Linked DNA regions of Mus musculus: all the other regions are linked to region 1. A link is a contact called in public Hi-C and HiChIP or PLAC-seq data. All regions are on one chromosome and are shown on one strand. Each heading gives the region's core, a stretch centred on a gene start, on an enhancer-like site or on the middle of the called end of the contact. The rest is flanking DNA. Distances are from core to core; before and after follow the strand shown. Region 1 holds the start of Tmem54 (transmembrane protein 54). Region 2 overlaps Phc2 (polyhomeotic 2). Region 3 holds the start of Zbtb8b (zinc finger and BTB domain containing 8b). Region 4 holds the start of Zfp362 (zinc finger protein 362).

Region 1 (3,444 bases), core at 648-3,147:
ACAAGACATGAATAAATGTTTCTTATAAGGTTGCAACAATGTTTCGTGTAAGGTTGCAACAATGTGTAAGATTGCAAGAACCTATATGTAAAGCAAAGAGCAGACCGCCTCCCTGCCCTTCTTCAGGTCCTTACCAACATTACCACTCTGGTGCCCTGCTTCTATTAGGAACAGCTCCCACATCCACAAACATCATCACAGCCACATCTCTTGCAGGATAAAGACCCAAAAATAGAGTTTCTGGGCTACAATTATGAGCCTGTAGCCATTTGCAATAGGGCTAACAGCTGGCTAAGTGACCGCTAAAAGATGCCCATGGACATAACATTTAATGCCCACTAGGGAAGACGCCAGCTAATGGCTTAATGACCTGCCTCCATCTTCCCTTCCATCCATCCTGTCTCCTTATCCTTCGCCATTGCACAATGTCCCCTTCAGAAGTCAGCTGATAAGAAAGCCCACTTACCAACCCGCTGGGAATGACCAGAGCTGCCTGCCTGACCTGCGGTTGTCCTGCCCACAGCACCGGGGCTTCAGCTCCCTCCCCTGCTGCTAGAAGCTGAATGTGCTGATCCAGGTGACACAAGGCACACAGGAGGTGTCACTACAGGTGACACTATAGGCACACAGTCACCAGGCTCTGAGAACCTGTAGACATCAGGACAGCCTCGTCCATGGAGACTATGCTGATGGGCTACAGAACAGATCTGGTACAGAATAGACCAGTTACGCCTGCTGCAAAGACCTCGGTGGTCCAGGGAGGTGCTGTGCTTTGGCCAAGGCAGAATACTTGGCAGAGATGTGGCTGGGAGCGTTCCACCTGTTTATTCACCACTCTGGCTAAATGGTCCTATGTGAGTGTCCAGCTATCTGAACCCAAAGGAGGAGGACAGGACTTGTGTCTGCATCAGGGACACTATCACGAAGCAAGAGTCCATCTAACACTTGATATAACCCAATGCCAACTCGGCAGCCCCCACAATAGACATTCTAGGATCTCTGTGAGTTCAAGACCAGCCTGGTCTATACAGTGAGTTCCAGGACAGTTAGGACTACATAGTACATAGTGAGGCTCTGTCGTGTGTGTGTGTGTGTGTGTGTGTGTGTGTGTGTGTGTGTGTGTGTGTGTGCGCGCGCGCGCCCCTCTGTATGTGTGTGCCTCTGTGTGTGTACCTCTGTGTGTGTGTGAGAGAGAGAGAGAGATGTTTGTGCTGTAGTATGTCAGTGCCATATTCTGCTCCAGTGGAAATCGGAGGACAACTTTCAGGAGTCGGTTCTCTCCTTTCCATGTGGGTCCCAGGGATGGAACTGGGGCTATCAGGCTATCGGGTTATAGGGTTAAGGGACTTTACTGGCTGAGCCATCTCATTGATCCCTACAATTTATTTATTTATCTATCTATTTATTAATTTATTTAATAGCTGCATTTCCTTATATCAGGAAACAAGAATTATTACCCTTGATTTTCCAAGGAGCAAACAGATCACCCCACCACCGCCAAGACCGAAAGGAAAAGCACCTTGCTCAACATGGAAGACCTGACTGAGACCAGGAGGCACCTCCGCCAGAAAAAGGAAGACCCAGCGAGGGAAAGCGATTGTTCTGAAGTCACACAGTAGATTAAAAAAGCAGACCCCTGGTTGCTCCTGCTCACTCCCAGCTTCCATCCTGGCCCATGTGCCCGTGTCTTGTTCACCACCACCACCACCACCATCACCACCATCCGGGGTCGCGCTCACATGCTAACACCACCAGCTCCCAGCACGGCCGATGGAGACCCCTTAGAGCCTCAATGTCCATCGGTGGAATGGGCGTGCGAGGAGGAACGAGGGCGGCCTGGCGCCGGGCGCCTGGCTCAGCAGCAGGGGCGTGGCCGTGACTCAGCCGCACAGTCCCGGGGTCGCCCAGCCGGTCCGACCGGCCTCGGCAACGCGCGCAGGACGCCGGGCTGGGCGACTGAGGGGTGCAGGGAAGGGAGCCGCCAGGAGCCTGCTTGGGCGGGAAGAGGAGCGCAGGCCGCGGAGGAGAAGGATGGAAGCGAGACCCCGCTGAGACCAGCGCGGGGCCACTGGCCGGGATCAACATGTGTCTGCGCATAGGTGAGCTGGGGCAAACGGGAGACCCACTCCTGGGGGGACCCCAACCCGAAGTCAAGCCGCCTGCTTCACCCAACCCTGCTTCACGTACTGGCCTGCTTCAGGTCACTTTCCTCTCAAGCCTAAGTTTCCTTAGAAGCGGGGTGACAAGCGGCTGGGTTTTATTTCCTTTATGCAAGTGCTCTACCACTGAGCTACACACCAGCCTAAACATTTCGAGGCTCAGGGACTAGCCCAGAGCTCAGTACTTAGCTCACTCTAACTTAGAACTTAGAACTCCTTCCGCCACGACCAGCAGCTGGGGGCTCCAGGTTTGTGGCACTGAGGCCCAGCTCTGAGTAAGCCTGGTTTTGGTGGGGCCAGTGGCACCCCCAGCTCCTGGCCCTATTTTCCTTTCTAAGGGGCAAGGCTAGATAGGCTTCGGGATCCGCCGGTAGGGGAAGAGATGCTGAGAGATGAAGAGATGGGGATGTGGATGTAGGGTCCAGGATCCCGGCTCCTTAGCATTACAAAGATGCCATTTCCATACCTTCCTCTCATCCAGCCAAGCTGGAGGGAAAGGCCAGTCAGCCAGCATCTTGACAGAGTAGACTGGTGCGCCCCTCCCCCACGCCCTGGGCAAACTCTGCTGTTTGGGATCTAAGGGGTTCCGTTCCCACTCTCCAGCACACACATCTTTCGAGCCATGCCTATTTCTCCTTGGTAAAATGAAGACCGTTGCACCCACCTCTTGACCAGGATGAAGTTCCGGTCTGCTAATAAACGCTTAGCACTACACCAGCCACTTGCCCAGTGTTCCCAGCATGAGAACGAAGAACCAAAACCAGCCTAGGGCGCTCTGACTAAAGCAAGCAACCCTAGCCTTCTTGTCTGACCAAAGCCTTGGTCCAGAGATGCTGCTGTTTCTTGAGCCCAGCCAAAGCCCAGTAGTGGCTGGCTGATGGGTAGGTGGATGGGGTGGGTGGACAGGGTGGGACCCAGGAGGCCCCTGGAACAAGGCTGCAATTCCTCTTCCTGTTTGGCCAGCTGTTCATCTTCACAAGGCCATTCCAGTTCCTCGTGCCTTTCCAGTCCATGGTCTGTCCTCTGCTGAGATGACAGTCCCAGGGCCTGCAAGCTAAAGGAGAGCTCGGAGAGCAGTTAGGGGAACCTCACCTGGCTCTATGCAGAAAAAATCCGGGGTTACCTCTGAACAGGACAGGCTGGTACCAGGTCCACAGTGAGTCTGTAACAGGCTCCTCCTTGCTCCTCAAAGCTCTTCCTCCCGTCTCTCTCTCTCTCCCTCCCTCTCTCTCTCTCTCTCTCTCTCTCTCTCTCTCTCTCTCTCTGTGTGTTACTGAGTTTAATT
Region 2 (3,444 bases), core at 308-2,807, 390 kb before region 1:
TTGTAGATGCATCTTGGTTAGGGCTGGGAGCCCGTGTCCACTTGCCCCTCTCGTCAGTGACAGGCCCTATATGTGCTGCCACGGTCTCTGTGAGTTCATCCATGCGTTGGCCCTGTTGTGTCTGGAAAACTGTTTCCTTGGCGTTCGTTCTCCATCACCTCTGGCTCCAGCACTCTTTCCAACCCCTTTCCACAAGGGTCCCCAGGCCTTGAAGGGAGGGCCAAAGCTCCACTTCTAAGTTCTATCACTGGAGCAATCTCAGGGCCCAGTACCTTGGGAATCTCAATCCTGCCCAGACCAAAGTGTAGCTTCTCTCTAGATCGAAACCAGCCCCAAATTCTAAGGATTTTGAAACAGAGCAAAGCAGGTCTTGAGTGGCTTCCAAGGCTGCTGGCATCTCTATGATCTCCAAGAAGATGGACAGAGAGAAGAAAGATACCCACAGGCAGTCTATCCTTCGTTGGAGAGCCTGTATCCTGTGCATGCCATGTTTTTCTGTCTCTGAGAGAGCCCTTTCTGTTTGGCAGTTGGGAAATCTGAGGCCCAGGGAGATCGCCCCAAGAACTTGCATCATACAGTCCTCAAAATCACGGGTAGTCAGTGAGGGGCTGGGCCCAACTCCACACCCCATATCCTCAGCTCTGCACCCTCAACCAGGCCAAGGGACACTCCCAATTCTTACAGTGACTTGGGGCCTCCTTGCCTCTCCTCTTCCCAGCCCAATGCTCAGAGAACCTGGGGGTTCTAACTAAGGCTGTATGTTGATTTGCAGATCCAAATGGCTACCTCTCTAAGCTCTTGAGCCCCGGAAAGGTCCACAGCAGGCTTGAGAGCCTGGGGCTGAGCCTGACAGTGTGGGTGTGATGCAGATGAGACTGGTGGCCCCACAGAACTTTCCGTGGAGCAGCTGTGTGCTAAGGAATACAAAGACCCTCTCCCCAGAGACGCAGATCAGTGGGCTTGGCATTGTTCCTGCCTCCCACTGTCTGGCCCATTCTTCCTTTCTCTCCAACCCCCACCCCTCCATAAGCCTCTCCACTCCTCGACTCTCACCTCCCAAAAGGAAGGCAGCTGGGGGAGGCTTAGGAGCCACTGGGCCTCTCTGGGCCTGTGGAACAAAAAAAAAGACCGAAATAATTCTTTCAACCTGATGGGGGTTGGGGGGAACAGAGCAAAGCAGCACCTGTCAGACTGCACAGTTCCTCGGGCGCAGAGGTGATGGCTGGCCTTCTGCCCAGCCAGCCCACTGTGTGTCAATGAGGAAGGGGCGAAGGCGGGAGAGCCGAGCAGGCATGCTTGTGCTTGTGAGAGAGCGCTGTATACTGGAGGAGAGTCTGTTTTGTTACGGGAGCATTTTTGTTTAAAGCTGGCTGGCTGCCCCAGGAGGAAGGTGGGCAGTTGAGACTTGCGGGGGGAGGGCAGGGGCAGCAAAGAGGAATGTGTCTTCCCTGGGGGTGTTTCCTCCAGAGAGGCAAGCCCTCCTGCCCCAGCTGGGACTGCTCCCACTGACAGCTGTTTGGGGGCAAAGCCCCTCCCCCATGGCAAGCTCCCTGCTGTTCCTGCTCCTGTCACCTTGGCAACCAGCTTCTTTAGGCTGTGCAAATAGAAAAGGTCCCTTATGCCCTGAAAGAGTGTGGATGGGGGAGGGGAGGCAGGGCAGGAGAGCGGAGCCTAGGATGTTGAGCCTTGGAAGGGAAGGCAAGGGGTCTGGCCTTGCCCTTCTTAGGGCTAGGGAGACTGGATCATAGAAGGCAGAAGAGGGCAGGCAGAAGGGTCCTGTGGGCCCGGCCTCTGGGACAGCCAAGACCTAAGGCAACCTGACCATAGCTCCAACTAAGAGGCTTGGTCCTTTGAGTCACCATTCTGGGTGATAAACTCTGGGCTCTGGGTAACACTCAGGCCCAACCCGATGGTGAGGAGACAGTTGCTGACCAGGAGGAGTGTGTTGTTGTAAAAGGGGGTTGGAGAGTCTCTGAAGCTCCTGGGCCCCTTTCACTCAGATGGACCTCCAGATGCCAGGCCTTTGTTCAGTCTCCTCAACCGCCTCAGGTTTTGACTCCGAGGGGAAATCTTCTGAAGGGCAGGCCTGCCACGTAGCTGTTTTATCACAGAGTGGATTTGTGTCAGGGGGCAGAGATTTCCATCTGTGATAGGCTGGGCAGAGTGATGCTTTCTGGTTCAAGGATTCTTGAGTACTGTGTATATTCCTCCCAAAGCAGCTGCTAAATTAATGGGTCACACTTTCACTAGGGAAAAAAAAAAATGCAGTAAACAGCTAAGCATGCAGGTGAGCCTGCTATCCAGCTGCAGGTGGAAATTGCCAGCGATTTTCCTGTTAAAACAGTAGAGCCAGCCTTGAAAGTTATCCCAGCAGTGTAGGGCCAGATTTAGATTACGAAACTCTTAGGCTTAGGGAAAACTCAGAACTCATTAATTATCAGCGGGAGGTGGGGTGGGGGGTTACCCAGGATCCTTCACGGCGAAGGTGGGTGTGAATGCGTGCATACACGTGTGCCTGCATTATGTGCGGACATGCCTGTGTTTGTGCCAAGAAAGAGAAAACCAGTTGTGTGAATTTCTCCTTTCACCCTGTCTTAGTCAGGGTTTCTATTCCTGCACAAACATCAGGACCAAGAAGCCGTTGGGGAGGAAAGGGTTTATTCGGCTTACACTTCCATACTGCTGTTCATCACCAGGGAAGTCAGGACTGGAACTCAAGCAGGTCAGGAAGCAGGAGCTGATGCAGAGGCCATGGAGGGATGTTCTTTACTGGCTTGCTTCCCCTGGCTTGCTCAGCCTGCTCTCTTATAGAACTGAGACTACCAGCCCAGAGATGGTCCCACCCACAAGGGGCCTTTCCCCCTTGATCACTAATTGAGAAAATACCTTACAGTTGGATCTCACGGAGGCATTTCCTCCCACCTCACAAAGGAAGATGCATCCGGTGAACCGGCATTCCAAATCAACCGCCATTCCCAATCATTTTCTCCACGTCTTCAACTGTTCCGTTCAGTTCAAGAAATACTCATTTGACACATATTTTGTGCCTGCTACTACGCCACACCATGGGAGTACAGAGCTGGGCAAGAGCTGAAATTCTATGAAAGGTTGTGGAAATCCAAGCTGTACTTTGAAGATGGGACTTTGTAGCATGGAGCAAACAGGAGGGCTGCCTCAGACAGCACCGGGGACACCCCAGTCCTGAGTGACTCACGCATCTTTCCCTCTGCAACTACCAGGCCTGGCACCCTCCTCCTCTGGACTGGCTTTCCGTCTTGCCCAGAGGCAGCTGAGAGAATGCCGGTCTGCGGGGCGCCACAGCCTTAGCTCAGTGCTGTTGTAGATATCCTGTTGGCTCCTTTTTTGATCTCCAGATGCCTTCACTTTGTCTTCTCTTTCCTGCCTGACCACGTGAGGACCTACTATGTGACATGCTGATGATGG
Region 3 (3,444 bases), core at 414-2,913, 340 kb after region 1:
TTCTGAACAATTATTCAAGAAAGATATAACAGCAGAAGTATTAGGGATAAGAAATATGTTAAAGGACTCGAGTTTTACTTCTAATTGTCCTAGCCAGGTGTCGGGAACACACCTGTAGTCCCAGCCATGGAAGGATGAGGCAGGAGCATCATGAACCCAAACTTGGTAAATAATCAGTCCATAGTTAATCTAATCAGCAAAGCTGGTCTCGGGCATGCTGGTCCCTGGGCTGTGCTGAAAACCCCTACTTCTCGTTGGAAAACAGCTTAGCACTGGCCTAACACACATTCATGGCACTCTGAATCTACACACGATTCCAATTCAACTCAACAGTCACTAAATACTGGAGCAGTGAGATGGCTCAGCAGGTGAAAGCACTTGCTACCAAGCCTGCTGGGCTGAGTGTGACGCTCAACACTCACATGGTGGAAGGAGAGAACCAACTCCTAAAAGCTGAACTCTGACCTCCGCGAAAATATGTACACACACAATAAATAAATAAATATATAAATAAATACAGAAATGTAATTTTTAAAAATTAAAGCGAAGCTGGGCAGTGGTGGCACTTGTCTTTAATCCAAGCACGGAGAGGCAGAGAAGCAGAGAGGCAGAGGCTAGTCCCATCCACTTGCCGCTGCCTCTCCAGTGCTAGGATTACAGTATTCATCAGCACTGTATGTCCAGCCCCGTCTTTCTGACAACTCTCCTCCATCCAGTTCCACCAACCTGAGAATAAAAACTGCTCTCCAATGACTAGTATGACTAGAATTTCCTGCACATCATTCATTTCGAAGCACTAAGAAAACTACTTGACAAACATTCATTTTAGGATCATACTAACACAGTGCAGAATATTTTCATTTTTCAGAGAGGGAATCTGAGGTTCAAAGATAAAGCTACACGTCCAGGATTTAGAACCCATATTCTACAGACTCCTGAGAGGCAATCCTTAGCCATTGTTTACCGATCTCCCCAAACCCTCTAACAGGTCTAGCAATAGACCGGGAAGTCACTCCCTCCTCTGGCCCAGGAAAAGGGGAAAAGAACTAAGAGTTTTGCAGGGGTAGAATTTTTGACCAATTGCCATCTTCGGTTCTTCTGCTAAAATGCTCTCAAGACACCGGGAACATTCCATCCAGAGTCAGACAACCTAAAGAGGCCACTGGAACCAGGTAATTGGCACAGTCCCTGGTGTCTGGGTGTGAAAACCGAGGCCTTGCCTCTCGCAGGTCTTCCCGCCGGCAAAGTGACCACTGCCCAAGCGGACACTGGCCCAGCCTGGCCAAGCCCTGGCGCCTGGGTATCCTTCAGGATCAGAATGAGCAGAAGCCAGAACTCCCACCTGAACCGTGAGGGGGTGGGTCACCCACAGCCAGGGAGGGTGGGCATATGCCTCGGTGTCCACCCACCCCACGCAAGAAGAGGGAGGGTCTACCACTGAGAGCGACTCTGCGCAGCCGGGGTCCAGGGAGTTACTGGGCCAGGCGGTCCAAAGCTGGCTGAGGACGGCAACCGTCCCTGCTACCTGCACTCTGTCCCCTGAGCCAGCCTCCCGAGGTGCCCCTAACTTTCCCCAAAACCAAAAAAGCCGCGGCGCCGATCGGATGTTGTGTTCTCACCTGGCACCGGGTTCCAGCCACCTCCAGCGAGCTGAGAGTACTGACACGCCCCCTTTCATTCACCTGCGGCCCTCCAGTGAGAAGCGGGGAAGATGACCAATGGTGGGAGATCTTGGGCTGATGAAGGCGGGCCCTTCAGCCAGCAGGTCCGTCAATGGTCCGGGTACCCACCTCTGGAGGATGCGCTCTGAAGACTCCAGCGTTCATGGGGTGATGGGAGTTGTGGTCTTGTTAGTGTCCGAGACTTTGGGAAATAATCCACTATGAAAACCAAGTTCGAGCCAACAAAAGTTTCTTTATTCAAAAAACCGGTATATTAGGAAGTCGGCTGGGTTCTGGATCCAAACCGTGTCAGGGAGAGTCAGAACAACCTTTTAAAGCAAAAACAAAAACATAAAAAACAATAACAAAACAACAACAACAAAACCCACAGATTAGGTAGGGTAGGGGCAGCCAATCGGGTGCATGCATGCTGTATTTCAACCGTTTCTCACACCTGACATCTTAAGTGGGTTACTACCTGTCAAATACCTCAGATGGTTTTCTTGATAACTTGCCCTGGATTGAGGCCAGCCAATCAGAGCCTGTGTAGCGGCTGCTGGGTTTCAGACCGGACTGGGTGCTAACCAGCAAGGCATGGGGTAGGGTAATGTGGACCTAAATTCCTGTGGGGCGCCTGGAGCCTGAACCCATTTCCGGGAGCTCAGCTGTTTCTTAAAATTTAGCCTAGTACAAGATGGAGACTATGTACAAGATGGGGTCTCTGAAGCTAAAGTGGCTCCAAGACTCTCAGCACTCTGTATAAAAGACAAAACTACATGTACCAAGATGCCCAAAGGATAAGAAGGAAAAAAAAAAAAAGCAAAGCCCTATTTGAGGCTGGAGAGGTGGTTGGGTGGTTGAGAGCATGTTCTACTCTTGCATAGGGCCTGAGTTCAGGCTCCATCCACATCAAGCTGCCCACGACCACCTGCAACTTGAGCTCCAAGGAGTCTGAGGACCTCTGATGACCACATACACACAGGAGGGCGTTCGAGCACGTGCAGGAACACACACTGTTTGTTTTGTGGTGTCACACATTATTTATTTACTTTTTAAATTATTATTGCATATATGTGAGTGCACTGTCACTGTCTTCAGACACACCAGAAAAGGGCATCGGATCCCATTACAGATGGTTGTGAGCCATCATGGGGTTGCTGGGAATTGAACTCAGGACCTCTGGAAAAGCAGTCAGTGCCCGTAACCACTGAGTCATCTCTCCAGCTGTTTGTTTTTAAGCTATGAAGTGGCAATAGGCAGGATCATGAAGAAATTCGACTTCTTTCTCTCCTAGGTTTGGTCAAAATGTCAATGAATCTACATTTGCCTTTACCAATTTCTGATTTCTTCTGGAATCCGTGTGTGTGACTGATAAAGCCGACCAGAGAGGGCTTCAGATCCCCTGGAACTGGAGTTATAGACAATTGGGTGGTACCACGTGGGCACCGGAAATGAAAGCCGGGTCCTCTGTAGGAACAGCGAGTGCTCTTTACCGCCGAACCATCATCATTCCAGCTGTACCACGTTTCTTTAAAACATAGACAAGGCTTAAAATGTATCATACAATGCCTATTTTCCCCTGGGACAGAGTTTCTCTGTGTAGCCATGGCTGTCCTGGAACTTGATCTGTAGAGCAGGCTGGCCTCAAACTTTTGCCTCCCGGATGCTGGGACTCAGCGCATGCGCCACCCCGCCTGCAAAGGCTAGTCACTTGACCTATAACACCTCATCTAGCCCGTCTAAAGGCTAATGGCTCTCCCAGGACCTCAGGATTGTTAACACA
Region 4 (3,444 bases), core at 284-2,783, 300 kb before region 1:
ACAAGCAGAGGACAGGCCCAGAACACAAGGGCCAGGCAGTCAGCTACTCCTATGTATATCGGGACCCACAGGAGCTGCAGGCCTGTACCCAGCTAAAAACCCACCACTAAGGACATTCATCAACAGAGGCCATCTCTGGAGGCTAAGAAGACCACCCATACCTGAAGGGGGTTCTTCCACTGCAATCAACCAGACTTGCCCCAAGAGGGGGCTACCAAAACTTCCTGTCCACCAAGGGGGCTCTGGCCACCCATGAAGGGGCAAGCCTCCCTCCATCTCCAACACACACACAGCTCCTAAAGGATCCACACTGCTGGAGGACAGGGTGGCAAGAAGGGTCATGTCCTCATGACAGGGATCTTAGCTCCAAACCCTGGGCCCACTTTATGCCCCTAGAGCCAGCCAACTCCCCCAAATCTGGGGCTACAATATAGTTCCTTACAATACCACTTTGATACAGAGCCTCGTCCAAACGACTCCTCCCAAAACCTCTCACCTCAGCCCTACACACACACACACACACACACACACACACACACACACACACACGACATCCCCACCCACGCAGTTCTGGGGAAACCGGCAGTTAACTTTTCCCAAAAACCCTGCAAAGGCGACTAGCTAGGTGGGAAGAAACAGAGAAATGGGCCCCCATATCCTTTCGCGGCATCTCAGGGCCCTCAGGGGAAGAAAAAAAAAATCTTAAAAAAAAAAAAAAGCAAGAAAGAAAAGAAAACTTTCAGAGTTAACTTTAAATTCCCAGCCCCCTCCCCCCAAATCACCCGGCAGCTTCTCTCCCCCTTATTTTTTCCTTTAAAGTGTAATTGTATTGTGTCTCACCTCCCCGAAAGGCTCCCGGCTCTCTCCAAAGAAAAGGAAAAAAGCCAACCCTTCGGGTGCCCCCTCTGCTTCCAGCCGCCTCTCCCACATTCTCAGACAGTTTTATTAAAATCTTCAGACAAAAGAAAAACAAAAATGGCAGCCTGGCTTATTTTTAAAACAGGACAGGGACGCCATATTCTGCAGATCTGCAAAAAAACGGAGAAATCCGGCACTGGCCGCTCCACCGGGCCGGCTGCAAAGTGCGCGAACCGCGCCGTTTGCAATCCGTTTATTTGCATTAAGCCCCATGAATCATTGTTTACCGGAGAATTGCAGCAGGTTTGAATAGCCCGGCTTAGGAAAACACACACGCACACACTCGGAGACGAACCCCAGACACGCCGCGGGAGACGCTGCCTACCCCGCGCGCGCAGCCGCCGCAGCCACGGCCGCCCCGGGGCCCGGCCCGAGGCACCGGCGACCCCCGGGCCCACGCAGCGCGGCCGCCCCGCGCTGACAGCGCTCGCGCCCGCCCGGCCCCCGCCCCGCAACTCGGCGCAACTTTCCCGCGGGCGGGCCCGCTCCCCCGCGCGCCCCGGGCCCGCACGGACCTGGCAGTGCTGGCGGCGCTCCGGGACGCGGCCGCAGCCCCGAGCCCGGCGGCCCGAGTAGGGCCGGGCTGGGGGCTCCCGGCTTCGGCGGTGGCGGCGGTGGCGGCGGCGCGCGGCTGGGGCTCGGTGCGGAGCGGCGCGCAAACCTTCCGGGTCGCCTGCTGTTCACTTCTGGGTTCTGCAGGCGCCGCGGCGGCGGAGGCCGGCTGTGCAGCCGCGCGGCCCCGGCGCGCTGGGCCCCGCGAGCGAGCCGCGTCCGGCCCCCCGCCTCTCGGCTGCGCAGCCCGCCCGGCCCCGGGGCTCCGGCGAGTGGGCAGCGCCCGGCGCTGGCGACGGCGAGGGGAGGGGGCCGGCGGGGCGGGGACGGGCCGCGCGCTGGGGGCCCCCGCTCGGCCCCGGGGCCTCGTCTCGCGCTCGCCGCCGCCGCCGCCAAGGAAAGTTGCGCGGCGCCCCCTGCCCGCGCCGCGCCGCGCCGGAGGCTGAGCCACAAAGGAACTCCGCGCCCCCCTCCGCCCGCCCGAGCCGCGCGGGGAGGGCACCGGCGCCCGGCCCTAGGACAGCCCCTTCCCCAGCACGGGGGCTCCCGGGGCCCGGGCGGCCGCGGCCATTGTCCCGCCCAGACTCCGCTCCCGGGTGGCGGTGGCCTGGGGACCCGGGACTGGCTGGTCACGCTGCTCTCGGGAGGGGTGGGGGTGTCCCTCCTTGGGAAATCGCAAGCTGGTGCAGACCCCCACGGTGCTCCCCCCCCCCCCCACACACACACCCGGTGACAAACGGCCAGGCTCAAGATCCCTGCTAAGATTTTGGTTATTTATTTCTGAAGAAAGGACGTGGGGGCGGGGTGGGGTGCAGAAGTTTGCACAAGCCAGGACACCGCTTCCCAACCCTAGGCCTGAGTCTCAGCGGTGGGGCGACCAGGAGCTGACAGCACTTCTAGAAAGTCTATCAGAGGTGGCACCGCCTGTCCCCCCAGCTCCAGACCTCAGAGCCATCTGCGCGACTCCTCCTCCCGCCTCACCCTCCCCAGCCAATCAGTCACCAAGTCCTCTTGATTCGGCCTCGCGGGCTGTGTCAACTTCTAAACTTCACTTCTACCTGAGGAGGCAGGCATTCCCGATTCCGAACCCGCTTAGATTTCTGTGGCACACTCTGCTGTCCACCTGCAGGCCTAGAGGATCAGGGCTGCCTCTGCCGTCCTAAGCATCCCAGAGAAGGAAGGACACAAAAAACCATCCTGCTTTCTGGGAAGTATAAGTTCATAGGCACGTGCGCTAGTTGGCTGGGAACACAGTTCTAAAAAGTGTGGACAAAGTCGCTGTCCTCGTGAGGATTCCAGTTTAGCACAGGATGTCACACATTGGGGAAGCTGGAGGGTGGGACCCACGGAGGTCGTTGGTTCCTTCTCAAAGCATCAAGCACACAATTCCGGGCATAGGGCAGAGGCACAATAAGCAAGCGGCAAAAATTAACTGGAATGATATGGTATTGACAACACAGAGAAGGCTACTCTCCTAGAGAGATAGGGGCTGTTTTCAGAACATGGCTCTGGGATGAGCCTGGAGAAGAGAGGAACACCTTTGTTCTGAAAACAAAAAGACTAGCCCAGAGTTGAGAAGGTTCTGTGAGGAAAAACACTGGCCAGCAATGGGAATGAAGCGAGAAATCACCCGTGTAGAAGAATCAAGAATCGAGGTGTGGGATGTGGGGCATGGGTTTTAGAGTGACTTCCTTCCAAATGCACAGTCAGAAAAGGAAGAAGAAAACAAATGAAGGGCACATCAGCAGCCATGAATCATGCTGACGGTGTGCACATTTGACGAGATGAAAAGCAAACCTTCCGGGGCTGGAGGCATGACTCTGCAGTTAGAATGCACTGGGCCTGAGGACCTGAGTTTGGTTTCTACCACCCAAGTCCTGTGGCTCACAACAGCCTGTAACTTTAGCTCCGGGGGATCCGATGCCCTCTTCTGGACTCCTGCAGAACCTTCTCTCATATATGCACAGACCCCCT

What was found. HiChIP or PLAC-seq counts read pairs in DNA pulled down with a chosen protein or histone mark. A called contact is a pair of places that touch in the nucleus more often than the background predicts.
Region 2: a CTCF HiChIP or PLAC-seq map of embryonic stem cells shows a contact between it and region 1, with 4 times the contacts expected there. The contact joins the enhancer-like site here to the promoter of Tmem54 in region 1. A contact is called at or near these places in 6 of 39 promoter capture datasets (the 3T3-L1 cell line, the HPC-7 cell line, embryonic stem cells and 2 more), 2 of 15 datasets of contacts at CTCF or cohesin (the NIH/3T3 cell line and embryonic stem cells), 17 of 484 Hi-C or Micro-C datasets (the G1E-ER4 cell line, the HL-1 cell line, cerebellum and 7 more), 8 of 115 datasets of contacts at active chromatin or transcription factors (the NIH/3T3 cell line, craniofacial prominence, embryonic hindbrain and 4 more) and 1 of 9 other capture datasets (embryonic stem cells).
Region 3: an H3K27ac HiChIP or PLAC-seq map of embryonic stem cells shows a contact between it and region 1, with 5 read pairs. The contact joins the promoter of Zbtb8b here to the promoter of Tmem54 in region 1. A contact is called at or near these places in 8 of 39 promoter capture datasets (the 3T3-L1 cell line, embryonic stem cells, hippocampal neurons and 4 more), 2 of 15 datasets of contacts at CTCF or cohesin (embryonic stem cells and large pre-B cells), 13 of 484 Hi-C or Micro-C datasets (the P5424 cell line, Sertoli cells, cortical neurons and 3 more), 5 of 115 datasets of contacts at active chromatin or transcription factors (embryonic stem cells and pancreatic cancer cells) and 2 of 9 other capture datasets (adipose tissue and liver).
Region 4: a Hi-C map of epidermal suprabasal cells shows a contact between it and region 1, with 2.1 times the contacts expected there. The contact joins the promoter of Zfp362 here to the promoter of Tmem54 in region 1. A contact is called at or near these places in 2 of 39 promoter capture datasets (embryonic stem cells and hippocampal neurons), 1 of 484 Hi-C or Micro-C datasets (epidermal suprabasal cells), 7 of 115 datasets of contacts at active chromatin or transcription factors (the NIH/3T3 cell line, craniofacial prominence, embryonic forebrain and 2 more) and 2 of 9 other capture datasets (adipose tissue and embryonic stem cells).

What each region holds. Positions count from the first base shown.
Region 1 is chr4:129,103,633-129,107,076 of GRCm38.p6, forward strand. Tmem54 (transmembrane protein 54) reads left to right here and starts at 1,898. Exons shown (of 6, transcript NM_025452.4): 1 at 1,898-2,099. The coding sequence starts at 2,084.
Region 2 is chr4:128,714,469-128,717,912 of GRCm38.p6, forward strand. The region is part of intron 7 of Phc2 (polyhomeotic 2); the gene reads left to right. Among named protein-coding and RNA genes, the nearest start is that of Gm33712, 11 kb to the right of the region's middle. RefSeq lists an enhancer at 1-2,547. Within about 2 kb of position 1,558, at least 118 of the 459 cell types and tissues checked have an H3K27ac peak or open chromatin away from gene starts, as enhancers often do. A contact at or near this core is called in cerebellum, craniofacial prominence, embryonic limb bud and 6 more, where this site is marked.
Region 3 is chr4:129,439,155-129,442,598 of GRCm38.p6, forward strand. Zbtb8b (zinc finger and BTB domain containing 8b) reads right to left here and starts at 1,664. Exons shown (of 4, transcript NM_153541.3): 1 at 1,620-1,664.
Region 4 is chr4:128,804,579-128,808,022 of GRCm38.p6, forward strand. Zfp362 (zinc finger protein 362) reads right to left here and starts at 1,534. Exons shown (of 9, transcript NM_001081098.1): 1 at 1,434-1,534.